2 separate regions of the Sus scrofa genome follow, and region 2 is linked to region 1. The links are chromatin contacts, called in public HiChIP or PLAC-seq maps. All regions are on one chromosome and are shown on one strand. Each heading gives the region's core, a stretch centred on a gene start, on an enhancer-like site or on the middle of the called end of the contact. The rest is flanking DNA. Distances are from core to core; before and after follow the strand shown.

What was found. HiChIP or PLAC-seq counts read pairs in DNA pulled down with a chosen protein or histone mark.
Region 2: an H3K27ac HiChIP or PLAC-seq map of skeletal muscle shows a contact between it and region 1, with 5 times the contacts expected there. The contact joins two enhancer-like sites. A contact is called at or near these places in 5 of 47 Hi-C or Micro-C datasets (embryonic fibroblasts, heart right ventricle, psoas muscle and 2 more) and 1 of 2 datasets of contacts at active chromatin or transcription factors (skeletal muscle).

Annotation. Positions count from the first base shown.
Region 1 is chr1:261,842,084-261,846,965 of Sscrofa11.1, forward strand. DAB2IP (disabled homolog 2-interacting protein) reads left to right here. Exons shown (of 18, transcript XM_003353636.5): 11 at 826-1,027; 12 at 2,855-3,033. Among named protein-coding and RNA genes, the nearest start is that of DAB2IP, 110 kb to the left of the region's middle. Within about 2 kb of position 2,113, at least 1 of the 83 cell types and tissues checked has an H3K27ac peak or open chromatin away from gene starts, as enhancers often do. A contact at or near this core is called in skeletal muscle, where this site is marked.
Region 2 is chr1:262,091,941-262,096,822 of Sscrofa11.1, forward strand. All of the region lies in intron 5 of TTLL11 (tubulin polyglutamylase TTLL11), which reads right to left. Among named protein-coding and RNA genes, the nearest start is that of TTLL11, 110 kb to the right of the region's middle. Within about 2 kb of position 2,406, at least 13 of the 83 cell types and tissues checked have an H3K27ac peak or open chromatin away from gene starts, as enhancers often do. A contact at or near this core is called in skeletal muscle, where this site is marked.

The DNA of each region.
Region 1 (4,882 bases), core at 863-3,362:
GGCGAAAGGCAGCAGGAACAGAGGCAGGCAGGCCCGGGAGGGCTGTGTACAGGAGGCACTGGGCACCATACGTGTTCTGAATTGTCAGGTGCCTGCTGGGGGGAGGGGCAGATGAGACCCAAGGGGACAGCAGGGACTTGAAGGACATTGGGAGCTGCCAGAGGGCTTTGAGCAAGGGGAGAAGATGACCCTCACCTGTCCTGGGTCCTGCAGAGGTCAGCCTGGCAGCAGTGGGGCAGGGGAGGTAGAAGGAGCGGGACTGGCAGCCAGGAGGCTGGGAGGAGAGCAAAGCTGTGGTTCCCGTAAAAGCACAGCGGCGGCAGTATTAGGTCAGGGTGGCCGCAGGGTCAGGGTGATTAGAAGATAAATTCGGCCAGTTGTGGGGGAGGAGGAAGGAGGAGTTGACTGACCACCGCCAGGCTTGTAGCATCTACACTGGGGATAGCGAGTCCTAGAGGAGGGGGCCAGTGCGGGGTGACGGGGGCGACCTCAGGTCTGCCCAAGCTGAGGACACAGGGAGGTGCCCACGGAGTACGTGTCTGAAAGCTGAGCAGAGAGACCTGGCCAGGCCTGGATTGAGAGCCATCTGCCCCCAGGCCGTTGACCATCGGGGGAAGAGGATGGAGACTGTGACCGGCAGCGAATGGGGAGCGAGGGCCGCGGAGCATTCCAGGTCCCATGAGGAAGGAGGACCCCAAGTCAGAGTGGACTAGTTGGCTGGGGAGCGAATGGCGGGGAGGGGTGGGAGCTGAGGAGGTGAGGGTCTCAGAGAAGGGGCTTCCTGGGCGGGGCCCAGGGCGCTTAGCCTGTCTGCTCCACTTCCAGATTTGGCAGCAAGGAGGAGTACATGTCGTTCATGAACCAGTTCCTGGAGCACGAGTGGACCAACATGCAGCGCTTCCTGCTGGAGATCTCCAACCCGGAGACCATCTCCAACACAGCTGGCTTCGAGGGCTACATCGACCTGGGCCGTGAGCTCTCCAGCCTGCACTCGCTGCTCTGGGAGGCCGTCAGCCAGCTGGAGCAGGTGCCTATCCGCACAGGGCCGAGACAGGGCAGAGGGGGCGCTGGAGGCTGCGCCTCCTCCCACAGCGTAACCACAGAGGTCAGAGGGGTCACCTGTGTGGCGTGGATCAGCAGCCCTGCCCGAGCCCTGTCGGCAGACACCAGGGGATCTTGGGGCCACTTCCTTGGAGGGGGCGCTATGTCCACTCGCCCGGAGAGCCCACTCTGTGTGCTGGGGCTGCAGCTGTGTCTGCACGCACACTGCATCACGTGGGTGGAGTCCACGGGTGAAGGTGTGCTCCCTACCTGTAAGAAATGTGATCGAATTTAGCTGCTTCTCCGAAAATGTCTTTGCTCTGGGTTTTAAGTTCGCTGATATGAAAAAGATAGACTCTGAAGATACTGCACCTCAACATGTCAGGCAGGATATTACAAACCTTTCCAGAACTGCCCTTGACCATCAGCTGAAATGGTTATTTCCTAGACCCCCCGACCTTGCTGCAGCCACCTGGAGGGGAGCCTCTGTGGCCTGGGGCTCCACTACCCCCAGTGGCCCCAGCCCACACCCAACAGGTTCTTGGCAGCAAGGGCTGGGCCTCCCAGGATCCACATCCAGAGCATCTGTTGCTTCCCAGGGCTCTGAGATCATCTTACAAAAGTAGCTACTGCTGAGGCAGGGCTGGAAGGCTCCCTACTCCTGTCCCATCCCTACAGGTGACCACTCAGGGCTCTCTGGTGTTCAGCCTTCTGGATATATCTGTGCATATGTTAAGTACACATAGGCAGAGTTCTTTCCCTTTTTGTTAAAGGGAGAACTGTGCGTGCCATGTGCATTTCTCACTTCTCTGTTGTGGGCGTCTTTCCACCACAGTACATGCTGCATCTTCACTGTGACCTTTCTAATGGCCACAGGCTGTCCAGTCATATGACTGCACCGTTTATGTCTCTGGACACTCAGATCAGTCCCAGCTTTTTCACTACAAACAGATGCTGTTGCAGTCATTTCTGTTCCTTTATGTCTGTTGCCCTTTGGCTGCAAGAGACCCAGGAGGGAGAAATGGAAATGAGGTCAAGTCCCTTTCCTCCACTGCTGCCAGCACTGGTCACTCTGCTGTCACCACTTAGCCCCTGTGCCAGCCACCGTCCTCCATATCTGTGTGGCCAGGCAAGAGGTAGGGAAGACGGTCAGCAGCCGTCACAGCTGACAGCGTTGAAGCAGAATTTAAAATTGAGCTGTTGGCCGCTCACGTCTCTTCTCTTTTGACCATGTGAGTTATTTCTTTTTGCACAAAACCCTAGGTGGAAGCCGGGCGTTAAGCAGGTGAAGGCAGAGTCCCTTTTCCCCGGCCTAGAACCTTTAGCACCACAGTCTGAACCAGGGCAGTGAGGTTCAGATGAGCCCAGTCACTACGCTGTGCCTGACCAGCCATTTGTAATCTGTCTAGTGGTGCCTGCTCCATGCCTGGGCCATCGCCATGGGGACTCAGGTGTTAAGGTGGGTCCAGCCCACCCTGTGGAGTAGGTGACTTGATGGGGCAGTGTCCCAGAAGCCTCTCCAGTGGGAGGTGTAGGTGGGGAACTTCTGGGGTCCCCCGTGGCCTTTCCTCTCTGGGACCAGTGAGGGTGGAGGGTTTGGACAAGGTGAGCATTTCTCCCCGTGGACCTCCCGTCTTGTCCCAGAAATGTCTGAGGAACTGGTAGGAATGTAATTTGAGGCTCATTCCCCGCTTCCCAGACCTGCTGGATTTGACTGCAGGGCAGGGCGGCGGGCCTGCATTTCTGACGACTCAGCACTTTCGAACACAGTGGCTGCAGTGGATCACACCTGCCTGTTGCTCTGTCTTTGCAGAGCATTGTATCCAAACTGGGGCCTCTGCCACGAATCCTAAGGGACGTCCACACAGCGTTGAGCACCCCAGGCAGTGGGCAGCTCACAGGGACCAACGACTTGGCCTCCACGCCTGGCTCTGGCAGCAGCAGCATCTCAGCTGGACTTCAGAAGATGGTGATTGAGAACGATCTCTCTGGGTAAGAATTGTCAGGCACGCCTCGAGTTGTGGGGTTTACCGGTAAGCCCATCTGCGTTCTCATTTGGGGAGGAGGATACCTCCACAGGTGTTTATAAAACAAGCCGGATGAGACTCACTGTGTTCTGCAGGCCCTAAGTGATGTTCAAATAGTGAACTTCTATTTGGGAAAAATCAGAGAAGGCTTCCTGGAGGAGGTGGTGCTACAGTTTTGAGCTTTTTTGGAAAAGTAACATTTCCATTAGTAGAAAAGACATTCTAGGTATAGGGACCAGCACAAACAAAGCCTAGAGAAACGACACCTTCTGTTGAAGAACAATTACGGTTCCCCACCACTTGTGCATCACTGGTTTGTGAGTTAAAAATACCTGTTTCCTCATATTTCCTATACGTGAATCATAATCGCCACAAGTGGTGCACAAGGGTATATGTTTTCAGGAGGTGCTCAGGTGACTCTGCAAGGCTTAGAGACCAGGAGCCCCAGAAACTAGAGAGATGCTGAGGCCCAGCCCCCTGAGCCCCCAGCCCTGGGGCAAGAGCCTGTAAATCAAGCACATGTACACACAGTGGAGGGAAAGGCAAGTGTTCTCAAGTGTTGACATCAAAATAAGGACATTCCTTCAAAAGCCCTGGCATATACACTGGACTGTCATGTCCCATCATACCTTCCGCTCCTCTCCCAGGGCCATCTGGGACCTGCTAGCAGGCATGAGGCTGGAGCAGCAGAGGTGGGAGCTGTCTGACTCTGGGCTGGTGGCAGCAGCAGCAGCAGCAGGCTTTTAGCAGGCAAGGGCATTGAGTCAGGGCCTGGGGTGTGGCGCGTGGGACTGGAGGCCCAGCAGGAGGCCGGAGATGCGGAGACCTGACACCCTTCCCGCATCCCTCTGAGTCTTGAGGGGGGCTGTTCATACAGCCTTTCAAATGAAGCAAAGCAAGAGTTCAGATGGGGACCTGCTTTGCCCTAGAGGTGGCTGGGCACATGGGTTCTTAAGAGACCTGACGCGGCATGTGGCAGGATGGCCAGGCTCATGGTTGGTCTGGGTTTCTCCCAGCTCCACCTGCTGCTCTTGTCCACTTCTCAGCCCACCAGTGCTTTGGCCCTGGTGGTCGCAGCCTGCCTGCCTAAGTCCCATCACTTGGGGCCTGGCACTTCCTCTTCCAGCCCAGGCTAAGCCATACTCTATACCAAGCCCACGCCGAACCCATAAGTTCTTGCTGCCTCCCGCCCACACTGAGCCCTGTTCCCCCCACATCCCTTCCTCCAAAGCCCACCTGGCCCCACCACGTGCCTTCTTGCAAGGAGCTGGCTTCCAGGTGGGGTCCGGAGTGGGGCCGGAAGACCTCTTTGGGGGGGGCCACTGCAGGTGCAGACCCTCCCTGCCTGAGTCATTCCTGGAGGATCCTCCTGACTCCTTGTTTTTGCCAGAAGCTCCAGCCCCCGCCTGCCAGTCAGACAAGGGGTGGCAGCAGGAGGCTTCAGCAAGAGGCTTTGCTCAGTGCAGGCCCCCACTCAGGTTATCAGTCTGATTAGGAACAAGAGAGAAGAGGCAGAACCTTTGTGGCTTTGAAGTTGGGGTTCTCAGTGCAGGATGCTTGGAGGGCAGAGAGCCACTGCGTTTTGGGTTTGGGTTTAGCTAAGGGGAATTTTCCAGAACACTCCAGGCCCCAGAACTCACGGCCCCAAGATGCAGCCGAGCAGGGGACAGGCCTGCCAAGCAGCTTGGCCTGGCGCTGGCAGCACTGGCTCCTAGAGCAGAGGTTCTGTGGAGGAGCTGCCTCGGCCCTCGTGGTGGCTTCTTCCAGGGTCAGCTGCCCCAGCTGTGGTTTGGTTCTGCGGCCGGGCCACTGGT
Region 2 (4,882 bases), core at 1,156-3,655, 250 kb after region 1:
AAGTGAAGAAACAAGTTACTTGAAGAGCTGAGGAAGAGCATTCCAGGCAGAGGGAAGAGCCAAAACAGGGGCCACTTTTGAAGAACATCAAGAAGTGAGCAAGAGGGAGAGAGGAGATGAGGTCAGATAGAATGACAGGGGACAGATCATGTAGCATCTTGTAGGCCATGGTAAGCAGCCAGGATTTTAAGTGTAATGAGAAAGGCATCGGAGAGTTTACACAGTGAAGTAATTTGATCTGACATGTTTTAAAAGAATCCCTTTAACTACAATGAGAAAAATAGGCTATAAGCAGCAAGGGTGGGAAAAGGGACATCAATTAGGAGGCTATTGCAGTGATACAAGTACAAGGTGATGGCTGCCTACACTGGTTTGGAAGCGGTGGAGTTGGTTAAAAGTGGTTCCATTTAGGATGCATTTTACAGTATATTTGCAAGAGTCGCTATGGATTAGATGTATGAAGGGAGAAAACGAAGAAATAAGCATGATTCAGGTTTCTGGTCTAACTGAATGCTATTCATTTACTAAAATAGGAAAGACAGAGAGAGTAAGTTTAGGAGAGAAATCAAGGTTTGATTTTGAACATGTCCAGTGTGAGATGTCTGTTAGAAACTCAAGGAGAAAATTAAAGTGGGCAGTTGGATAGACTGGTGTGGAGTTCAGGGAGAGCTCAAGACTGGAAATACAAATACAGGAGTCAACAGCACATAGCTGGTACTTACAGCCATGGGGCTAGAAGAGGGCCTTTAGGGAGTGATTGTAGGTAAGAGAGGAGCTGGAGTCCTGGGATCTCCATCATTGGCAGGTGCAGAAGGGGCTGAGAAGCAGCAGCCAAAAAAGCAGGGGGGAAATCAGGAGGGTGTGATGTTGCTCACCTTTTTCTGCTTGGCAAATTCTCCTTCATGCCTTAAGCTCCAGCTTAAGCATCTCTTCCTCCAGGAAGCCTTCCTTGACTGAGTTAACTGGCAAAGTTAACTGCTCCTTTTTCTGTGCTCTCCCAGCATCCTGTACTTGCCCCCACCCCCACCCCTGGGCAGCATTCATTACATGGAAGGGTAATGCCCACGTGCCAGGCTTCCCCACTACACTTTACACCTCTTAGGGGTAGGGCTGCCTCTTATCCATAACCACAGGCTCCACAGCTAGCTCAAGGCTTGTCCCAGTGGGTGACCAGCAAACACATCTAGAAGGAAAAAAGCTTAGATGTCAGAAGTGGTCAAGGAAGGCTTTACAGAGAAGGTAGGATTTGAGCAGCACCTTGTCAGAAGGCATTGAACTGCAAACAAGAGTGAGATGAGGAGAGAGCCTGGCAAGCCAAGACAGAGCAGAGGGCAGAATTGGGGAAACACAACTTACGTACAAGAGGCAGGAAATCAGCTCTGTTTGGCAGGCCCTCGGGGCTCAGGAAGGATGCAGAAGCAAGGCTGGGGCGAGGCTGGGAGGCATCCAGTGCCAGGACTTGTCTCTCCAACTGTGCTCCTTGGAACACCGGTGTTCCATGACATTGTAAATGTTACTAGTTCATGGTTTTCCCATTAGTTCAAGACACTGCTTCATAGACCCATTTGAGAAAGATTTGTTTGTCTTTTTAGGGCCACACCCTCAGCTTATGGAGGTTCCCAGGCTAGGAGTTGAATCAGAGCCATAGCCTCTGGCCTAGGCCACAGCCACAGCAGTGCCAGATCCGAGCCTTATCTGTGACCTACACCACAGCTCACAGCAATGCCAGATCCTTAACCCACTGAGGGAGGCCAGGGATCAAACCTGCGTCCTCATGGATACTACTAGTCAGATTTGCTTCCGCTGAGTCACGACGGGAAGTCAGAGAAGGACTGTTGTCACAGATAACACATAATGTCATAATAATGACCTTTTATTGAGAGACTGCTACGTGCTGGGTCCTGGGCCAGATGTTCCACGCGGCTTTTCTCACTCCATCTGTGAATGACTCTGGGAGGCAGGTACAAATATTATCTCTCTCTTCAGAAAAGGAAACTGAGGCAGGAAAAGGCTAACTTGCCAAGCTCCCCAGCTGGAGTTGCTGGAAGGAGGAACCAGGGTTAGTGCAAACCCAGGACATCCAGGAACAAAACCCAGGCTGGTGCATAAGCACTCACTGCTCCGTCACCTTTTTCCTGGGGAATGTCTGGGGCTGACGGGGAGGGGGAGGTCAAAAGAGCAAAGAAGGAAGAGGAGAAGCATTTCGAGGAGGTGCCTCCTCCAGACACCGGAGGGAAAGGATCATGGTCAAGGAGAGAAGTAGACTCAGAGCTAGAGGACGAGAGAAACCGAGCAATGAAATTGGGGTAGAATGTTCACGAAGGTTGATCTGGAAACCGTTGCTCTGCGTGTGCATTTCTGCCACATGAATCATCAACACCAGATGGACCTGGCTGTTTAAGCCAGGGTCACAGAACTGCCCTCAAGAAGACGGACGGGGGATATGTTGCTGGGGGCTGCCTGGGCAATGACAGGGGGACAGGCCGGAATGACAGGGCAGCCACGTTCCTAGGCAACAGATTACAGGAAACTTGCCCACAGACGAGCCGCGCCAGCCCCTGCTCCGGGCCATCACAATTTCCCAAGTAGTTATTGTGGCTGTGATTGGAAAGGGGTCACAGTCACATGTTTTAAGATAAATGTAATTTTGTTGGCTAGAGTTTATGTCCTGGAAGGCTGCCGTCTGGGCCAGGCCCAGGCTACAAGCAAAAGGGGCGTCCGTGACAAGGAATTAATCTGTTACATATGTGTACAACAGTAGCGTGTGCAAAGCCCTTCCTCATCTTTGTCTCATGTGAATTAGTTCACAAACCTGTGGGGTAGGCGAGGAGACCGAGGCACAGACAAGACTAAGACAAGATCACACAGCGAGTCGATGGCAGAAGCACATGCTGTCCCTCAATCTTCGGGTTCCAAGTTCACGTGTTTGAGATCCAAACAAACAAGTGTTTTCACAAGTGCTAAGAATAGAGAAAGCAGGAGAGAACTCCAAGGACTTCAATCTCTTTGACTCTGAGATGCACGGTAAAATGGATTTCAGTCATCTAAGGCTTTATACCTTTTCACCCTCATCACTTTACTCCAAAGAAGGCAGGTAGGGAAGAGAGTAGAGGTGATTCAGAGAGAAAGAAACAGGCTCAGGGTGGTGAGGAAACATGCCCAAGGTCACCCGGCTGGGAAGAGGACAGGCTTCTCCCAGGAGTGGGGTGGGGTCAGTTCTGGCCCCTGCTCCTCTCCTGACCCCAGGCCTGGCAGCACTTAGTGTGGTCAAGCGGTAGGAAACGGTCACAGGGCTGTGGTTCCCTTTGCCGGATGTGATCTGTCCAAACCAGTGGCTCCCGCCCCATTGGCCTTCTAGCCCCCACAGCGTGGGCCCCTGGTTTCCACCCCCATGGGCACCCCAAGCCACCCGTCCACAGTGAGACAAGCTGCAAAGCCACCGCCCCAGCCTTCCACCCTGCACCCGCGCCATGCCAGGCCTCTGTGGTTTGGCCGTGCACGCGGGCCCACATGATACTCCTGGAATAGCTGTCACTGTCGAACAGATGTGACCACACAATCCCCCGGGTTGACCCCCGGTGGCCTCCACGTTGCAACTAGCCCTTCACCCTAAGCTTCCAAAGGCTCCAGCTGGGACCGGTTCTCTCTGGTCCTGCCTCTAAGTGTCCGCTTTCTAATGCCCTAAGCCAACTACTGATGGCTGAGCTGGACATCCTGCCTGAGAACCAAAGCCTGGCATCCAAATGCCTCAGGACAGATCTTTGGGTGACAATTAGCCCTTCCTGGGACTGATCGATGCTGGAAGTCCCCTCCCAAGGCTTCCGCCAGCCTCCTGGAAATCCTGCTGACCGGTGCCCAGCCCTCAGGGTCGTCCCTCTGCATTTATGGCTGCAGCTTAGGACCAGCCTCCTCTCCGTCAAACGAATGTCCCGTCCATCAGCAATGCTGTCCCACTGCCTCCCCTCCCTTCTTGTTCCACGTTACTCGTTATTCCCCCGCCAGAGCCTTAGAGAAAGGACTAGAAACAACTCGGATGTTCACTGACAGAAGAACCGATGAACAAATTGCACGCGTTTACCACAGATACACAGCAGTGCAAATGAAATGGAACCGATGATCCACAGCCACATGTGGTGGAAAAGAAAGTTGCAGAAGCCCACGTGCTTGATGGTCATGTTTTTATAAAGCTCACAAACCAGTGACACAAAATAATATATTGCTTAGGGATACATTCACGTATAATAAAAGTATTCTTTTTAAAGAGAGGAAATGATGAACATAAAATTTGGGATGATGGTTACCTGGGGGTGAGAAATGGGATGGGGGAGAAGTGAGCGAGGTGGGGATCTCGGGCTGGGAGGCGAGTTGGGGATAATCACTTGGCGGTTCTGCTTCACAGCTTAGCACGTGCGCCATGCATTCTTTCTCAGATGGTAACTGCTCCAAAATAATCTTAAGGATTCAATGAAGACGGTCCCAGAGGTGTCCTTTATATCATCTGCTCCCCATTCTGATTTATCGCGTTGCAGGAAACTGTGTGCCTGGACTCCCAGTCCCCCACCCCCACCTTTGCCACCAAATGTCCAGGAAGAGGCCGCTCCTCCTGTCCCCATCTCCTCCCCTCCCACACGTCGGCTCAGGCTACTACCCATCTCCCTGTCCCGTCACCCCAGGACATCAACGGACTCTTTCAGCTCTGGTCTCACATGGCATCTCAGCAGCGTCTGGGGTGGCTCACCCCCACCTGCTTCTTTGCCAAGCATTTAGGCTGCTTCTTCTCCTGACATCCCTTCTCGAGCTCGAATGGCTCCTTCTTGGCCTCCTTTGCTGCCCCCTCGATGCCTGTCCCTTAGCTGAATGGTGATGCTCGTGGGATTGTCTC